2 separate regions of the Cricetulus griseus genome follow, and region 2 is linked to region 1. Evidence: chromatin contacts called from public Hi-C data. All regions are on one chromosome and are shown on one strand. The core of a region is the stretch at or near the end of the contact, and the rest is flanking DNA. Distances in the headings are between cores, read along the strand shown.

Region 1 (3,296 bases), core at 523-3,022:
AACACTGGCTAAGAGTAGCTCACATCTTTGTCTAGGAAGGTAGAGAACATTGAGTACCTTGACTTTGGCTGTACATCCTGAAAGTCGAAAAATTCCTTCCGATTCCAGGCCTGATTCCTCGACTTTCTGAAAGAACTAGAAATCAACAAAAAATTACAAAAATTGAACATCTCTGTATCATTGAAAACATTCTGAACAACGAGGGAAATAACCAACAGACTGATAAGTATGCATATATACTTGATATATGAATTATTTCCAAAATGCTAATTAACTCAACAATGTCAACATTCCTTCCAATTGGCCAATGAGTGAATTCTCCATGTAGACCTAACTTCTCAACATCACCTATTAAGCAAAGCACTGACCCTCCCAGCTATGTTCTCTTATTTATTAAGCTGTTCTGCCAACTTGACTCTTTCAAGTCTGATCATTATTTCTCTTCTGCAGATCAATCAATAGGAAAAAAATTTCTAAGTCAACTGTGTCTATAGCCACACTACTCTGGCTGTCCTCGGTCTCTTCCAAATCTACTCTCATTAACTGCAAAGACCCTGCCTAAGAAGTTAAAGAAGACTATGCAAGAACTTGGAAATGTAAGTTAACTGCTCTCTGAGATTCTCATGGTGGTGATGGTGGTGATGATTGGTGACGGTGGTGGTGGTGGTGACGGTGGTGGTGGTGATGGTGACGGTGGTAGTGGTGGTGATGGTGGTGGTGGTGGTGGTGACGGTGGTGGTGGTGATGGTGACGGTGGTGATGGTGGTGGTGGTGGTGGAGATGGTGGTGGTGGTGGTGGTGAGCTTTAACAGTGAGTTTCCACTTCCTGTGCACTTCTTGAAGGTCAAACCCTGTTCTCAGTGCTTTGCACATACTCGGGCATTCAGCCCTGACCTCCAGTACTATTAACCCCCTCATGAGGAGGCTGAGGCATGTGGAGGGCAGGTAACCTTTCTAAGTTCAGAAAGTGAGAGGAAGCTGGAACAGAATGCTGCATGCTTGGGTGGCAATACCCTGTCAGGGACGGGGAAAGAAGGCACAGGTGTCTAAGACAAGCCTCTCACAGCAGCTGAGAGATAGACAGTACCTCCTCAAACCGCCTTGAGTGAGGCACACAACATCAGCAGTCAGAATGGCTGCCACTGGCTGTGCTGGGAATGTGATCTAAGTCTCCAGTTCACTTAGCATTTATTGAGCACTCCTCATCTAATGCCAGTTGCCTAGTTCGATGCTGGGGTTTTTGCACCTATGTCAAATAAACTTAGGCTGAATTCTTGCCGTGGGTTTTCTAAGACTGCTGTCCTCAAAGCCCACCATCTGTACATAGGAGAAAGCACAGAATTTGTGCTGTAATTCCAGAGGTGTGTGTGGGGGGGGGGCAGCACAGTCAGCAGGACTCTGGACTTGGCACTTGCAGTGCTCCCATCCCAGTCTGTCTCTTAGGTTGTCTCATCCTCCTGTGCCCCAGTTGCCTTGTTAGCAAGGAGCAGAGAAAACAACCCCTTGGGCTGCTCCATGCTGACTCCATAGGATATGACATCATTGGGACAATCCTTCCCCTGGGGAGCCTCTCCACAGATGGGCCCAGTGCACAGAGAAGACACGAGCATCTCCTAATTGTCACTGCCATCCCCCCCCCACCCACCCCCCACCCCCGCACTCCATCACTGGCCAATTAGTCACCAGACTTGAGGAAGAAGCTCAATATGAGGCGCCAAGAGCCAAACTCAAGAAGAAAGAAGAGTGAGGGTGTGGACTTGTTAGAGTGAGTGAAGCAACTGTGTGTCCTCAGCCAGGGTTTTCATGTATCATTCACAAACAATTTGAAATCCAGCAAGGTCTGTGGTAAAGGCTGGTGTTTTAATTGTGCCACCGGATGTCACTGTTGAGCAAGTGTCTACTTGAGCAAGCAGCAAGCATGCTTCGGTTGCTGCCCATGGGGCTAGATGCTAACACCCTGCCTTGAGAAAAAAAAAAAACAAAAAACAAAAAAACATGCAAATACGTGTTCACAAGCAACATGTGAAGACAGCTAGGAGCTGGAACACGCGTGTCTTCCCTGACATCTTACCTCGGAGCAATGCAAGGCTCCAGCAGCATGCAACAAACACTCCTGAGGTGGTCAGTGGCTCGTCCCTCATGAGTCATGAGTCTACAGTGTGGACCTCTGTGACAGTGCAGCAGCAGGACTTCCAGAGGTGGAGCCCACGGGAGACCTTTCCTGAACCCTTGTCGTTCACTGAATTCCCACTGACAATGCAAACTCTCCCTCTCACACATGTTCCTGGCACTGGGTTGACATCTGCCATGAGGTAGTATGGCCAAGGTGGCTGTCACTGAGTGACACTATACCTTTCGGGATCTCAGCCTTCCCAATCGTGGTTTAAATCACTTGCTTTCTAGTGAGTACCGAGTCAGGTGTCTTTGTATAGTAAGGAAAAGTGGGTTGATAACAAGAGCAAATGGTCTACACGTCTGCAGAGCACCGTGAGGAAGGATGCTTGGCCTAACCCACAGGAGTCCCACTTTTTAAGAAAAAATACCCAATGAGCTCATTCTCTCCCCCTTCCTCTGCACATGACTCACTTTTTGTAACACAAGGGGGACTTTCACTTCAGGGTCCTTCTTCCGGTCATTGTCCAGGAGGACTGTAAGTGGCACTCCGAAAATCCCGCTGTCTGTAGTGGAAATAGCCAAAGGAGGAAGAAAATGCAAGGGTCAGAATGTGTCCTGGTGTTCCAGGGCCAGCGTTGAGGCCGAGGCCTGGCTTACGAGTTACCTCGGCCTCTCCCTCTCTCCGTTTTGTTTCTCTTCAGTTGTATTCCGAAAGCATCAAAGAAGGCCGTCAGTTCGATTAGAGAGAGATGGCGGATTTTCTTCATGTCTTCGGGAGACAGGTCTCCTGTTTCAGTCCACCCAAATCTGGTTTTCTGGACAATAAATTTCTGAAATATACAGTGAAGTTTTTTTTTTTTTTATCAAATGAAATCAGAACATTCTAAATTTACACAATAAAACCTACTGGGGAAAATTACCTTCAAGGAGCACCCTGGGCCATGGAAACAGTGAGTGGGTGTTTAAGAAAGCAAGAAGATGACTGTTAGGCTAATTAGAAGCCAAACTGTAGCCAGAAGGGTAGGATGGCATGGCTATCAAGGCTGTGAAATTGCTTAGCACTGCAGCGGCCATAGCCACCGCCTCCTCCTTGTTCATCTTTCTGTGTCTGTGTGTATGTGCACATGTGTGTGTAAGCATGGGCATGAATGTCACAGCAGGCATCTGGTGGTCAGAAGACA
Region 2 (3,296 bases), core at 589-3,088, 130 kb after region 1:
TTACTGAGGACCAAGGAGTTAAGCTATTCTCCCAGGATTCTGCTGGTGGAAGGCTGGTAGGATGTGGGGGTGCACACCTCCATCCGCTGTCTCAGGGAGTGAAAAATGAGGGTCCTATAAAGTGCAAAGCGACCACCAGAGTTACCAGTTTGGACCTGATTGTTTAATGGTAAAAGATCGACTCCCCCACTCCCATACATCACCATTCCACAAGACCACATGCTTGGCTAATAAAATATCTCCCTCCAATTCACTTTCCTCTCTCTGGCTGGTGCCCCACAGACAGCTGCTAAGGCTTATAAACAGACAGTCACACCCAGGCCACTGAAGAATGTACAAAACTGGCCCTTGCCTTGCATCAGAGCACATCTATTTAGTCACTCACAGTGTAAGTCATAATGGTCAAAGATGATGGGTCTCTCTCTCTCTCTCTCTCTCTCTCTCTCTCTCTCTCTCTCTTAAAGAATTGCACAGTAAATACAAAGGAGAATTTGTATCTTCAAGCAACCTTTAAATGATGTACATGACTCCTACTGCAAACTGGTCCATTTCTCACTGTCTATATCAAAATGAGATTTGACTCAGCACGCTCTCCCTGGAAGAAACAATAATTTCTTTGTTAGCTAAGCCCTGTGTCGTCCCTGAGCCAGTGTGGGTTGGTTCATCTCACAGATACCTTCCAAAGCATGTTCTGTGACACTATCACAAATTGATTAAACTGGGAAACAGAAGTAATTATAATCACATGAAGATAAAGGTTCGAGAAAAAACAAGTAGTTGAAAATAACAGTGATATAAAATGCCACGAGGACAGGAAATCAAGACACACCAAAGTGCAGGCTTCAAAACAAATAAAGCGCCCAGTGATGTATTCATAGCGGGTGGCAACACTTAAGCAAATGAACCTCTCCTAAATACGCCAGAGCGCAAACCATCTCACTTTTGGAATATTTTTGTCGACCCATCTTTGGTGTAGTTAGTGGGGCTCTAACCGAGCTTGGTCCTCAGTGGAACAGACGGGCACTGTCAGAGCAATGCGATCCAGATCCCTGACTTACTAAATGCATATGGTGAGGGATTGCACATGTCTTCCCAAGCAAAGAAATAAACAGGAACTGCATTTGCTGCAGTCATTAAATGACATCACTCTACTTACAACTAGGAGTGAACTCCTTACGTCAGAGGAGATTTCCTTTTGAGAGAAACTTTATCTTTAGTTAATCTGAGTGTTTGAGAGAACTTCTCATTTTCTTTTCCTCTGGCTTGTGTTTGCTTTTTAATAATATTTTTAAATCACCCCAGTACCCGGTGAGAGCCTTCCACAGAAATGATGCGTGTGCCCAACTCATCATAAAGTTTCTTCAGGACTGCAAGCTTCCCCCCCACCCCCGCCCCGCTGGCCTCAGCCCGTCACACGCAGACTTTTGCCCAGGCCATTTCTCATTTCCAATCAGGACCATACACACAGCAGGCTCAGTTAATCAACTCCACAAAAACTTGCCAGAGCGCCGCCGCCCCCTCCCTCTTCCCTCCCGTCCCCCTCCCCGTCCCCCTCCCCGCCCGACGGGCGGCCCTCGGTGGGCTCGTCCCGGTAGGTACCTGCTGAGCGGGAGGCTGGCGGCGGCCCGGGGCGCGCAGCGCGGCTCTGCACCCTGCGACTGCGAGCGCGCGTGCGAGTGGTAGGCGGTCAGCACTACACCGCCCGAGTCCTCCACCTCCATCCTCAGCCGCGCATGTCCCCGCGCAGACCCAGAACAAAGACGCGGACCAGCGTGGACCAGCTCCGGAGCGAGCGGGTCAGCCAGCGGCCCCGAGCGTCCGGCGCCCTGCGGCTCGGCGGCTGGGACGGTCCCGCCCTCCCGCCCGGGGACCACGCCCACAAGTGCCGCGGACAGATTAGCATACAGTGAGGCCACGCCCACACAGTACAGTGAATAGACTGAGGGCCACGCCCACACAGCACAGATGATAGAGTAGCTTACAGTGAGACCACGCCCACAGAGTGCCGCCGACGAATTAACGTGCACCGAGGGCCACGCCCACAGAGTGCCGCGGGTGGATTAGCATACACCGAGAGCTACGCCCACAGGGTACAATGAACTGATTAACATATACTGCAGGATTAGCATACACCCAGGCCACGCCCACTGACTACAGCCCACTGCTTAGCATACACTGAGGGCCACGCCCACAGAGTACCGCGAGCCACGCCCACAGAGTACAATGAACGGACTAGCGTACACTGAGGACCACGCCCACGGATCCCTGCTTCTGGGAAACTGGAAACATGCTTGAAACTTGCGGCTCCCGCCAGCTGCCCTACTAAAGTTGTGTTTTTCTCCCTTTGTTTCTCTTTTCCTCTTCTCAACCTCCTGCTCGCCCCCTTCAAGCGAGAGGCTTCTCCCCTGGCTAGGAACGTTTCCTGCCTGGCAGTCAGAAGAGAGACAGAAACCACGCCGTAGGCAAGGGGGGAGAGGCGAGGTCTGGAATGGGAGCTCTGGGGAAGGAAGAGGAGAAAAAAACGTGACGCTCTCGTTTAAACATCCAAATCAAAAGTTGAGGAATCGGGTTCGTTGCTGTTTGCTAGTCAACTTACTGTAAACCTGATTTCCCTTGTGTCCAGGCAGTCCCCTGTAAGTGCAAGGCTGCGCTTCCTTCCTGCACCCTCAAGACTGCAGCAGCCAGACTCTTACCTCATTCTTAACATCCCTTTCCTCCACCCAGGCCTGATCACACTGACAGATACTGTCTCCAGACTGTCTGAAAGCTAGTCCTGATTGCCATGGGCTCAGTGGATGGTATGTACTTCCAGGGTTTATTTTTTAAGGGGGTATAAATACACACACACACACACACACACACACACACACACACACACACACACACACACACACACACACACACACACAGCATACCCAAAAGTGCAGTATGGTCTTTCCCCTGATCATGTTTCTGGCTGGAACTCTGTTAAAATTTCTCTCCCTGTCCCCTGTGGAACGTCGGTGCTCTCTTCCCACTCCCTGCTCCCCCGCCACTTTCTAAAATTGCTCCTGCTTTTGTTGTAGGAGTAATCTCATTCTGCCCTGCAATTAGCAGTCTGCCCAGCCCGTGCCCCATGTGATTCTCTGCTCCAGCATCCACTTGAGTGATTGCTAATGGATCATGGTCTTTTCTCCCCACCCCAAAGCCCAGATGGAACCGGGAAGCTCTTCTCAGAGTGAAGTGAGGGGAAATTCATTGTAAACTCAAGATCAAATTACTGTTTTGCAGCCAGTTGGTGCTTCCTTCCTAACTGC

What was found. Hi-C and Micro-C count contacts between places; a contact is called where the count stands out from the background.
Region 2: a contact with region 1 is called in a Hi-C map of fibroblasts, with 3 times the contacts expected there. The contact joins the promoter of Arhgap28 here to the enhancer-like site in region 1. A contact is called at or near these places in 2 of 8 Hi-C or Micro-C datasets (the CHO-K1 cell line and fibroblasts).

What each region holds. Positions count from the first base shown.
Region 1 is chr2:456,741,154-456,744,449 of CriGri-PICRH-1.0, forward strand. It overlaps Arhgap28 (rho GTPase-activating protein 28), which reads right to left. Exons shown (of 18, transcript XM_027397794.2): 8 at 2,780-2,945; 9 at 2,587-2,678; 10 at 58-135. Among named protein-coding and RNA genes, the nearest start is that of Arhgap28, 130 kb to the right of the region's middle. Within about 2 kb of position 1,773, at least 1 of the 6 cell types and tissues checked has open chromatin away from gene starts, as enhancers often do. A contact at or near this core is called in fibroblasts, where this site is marked.
Region 2 is chr2:456,874,595-456,877,890 of CriGri-PICRH-1.0, forward strand. It overlaps Arhgap28 (rho GTPase-activating protein 28), which reads right to left and starts at 1,839. Exons shown (of 18, transcript XM_027397794.2): 1 at 1,600-1,839. The coding sequence starts at 1,721. It overlaps LOC118238264 (a long non-coding RNA gene), which reads left to right and starts at 2,257. Exons shown (of 3, transcript XR_004768065.1): 1 at 2,257-2,633; 2 at 2,725-2,798.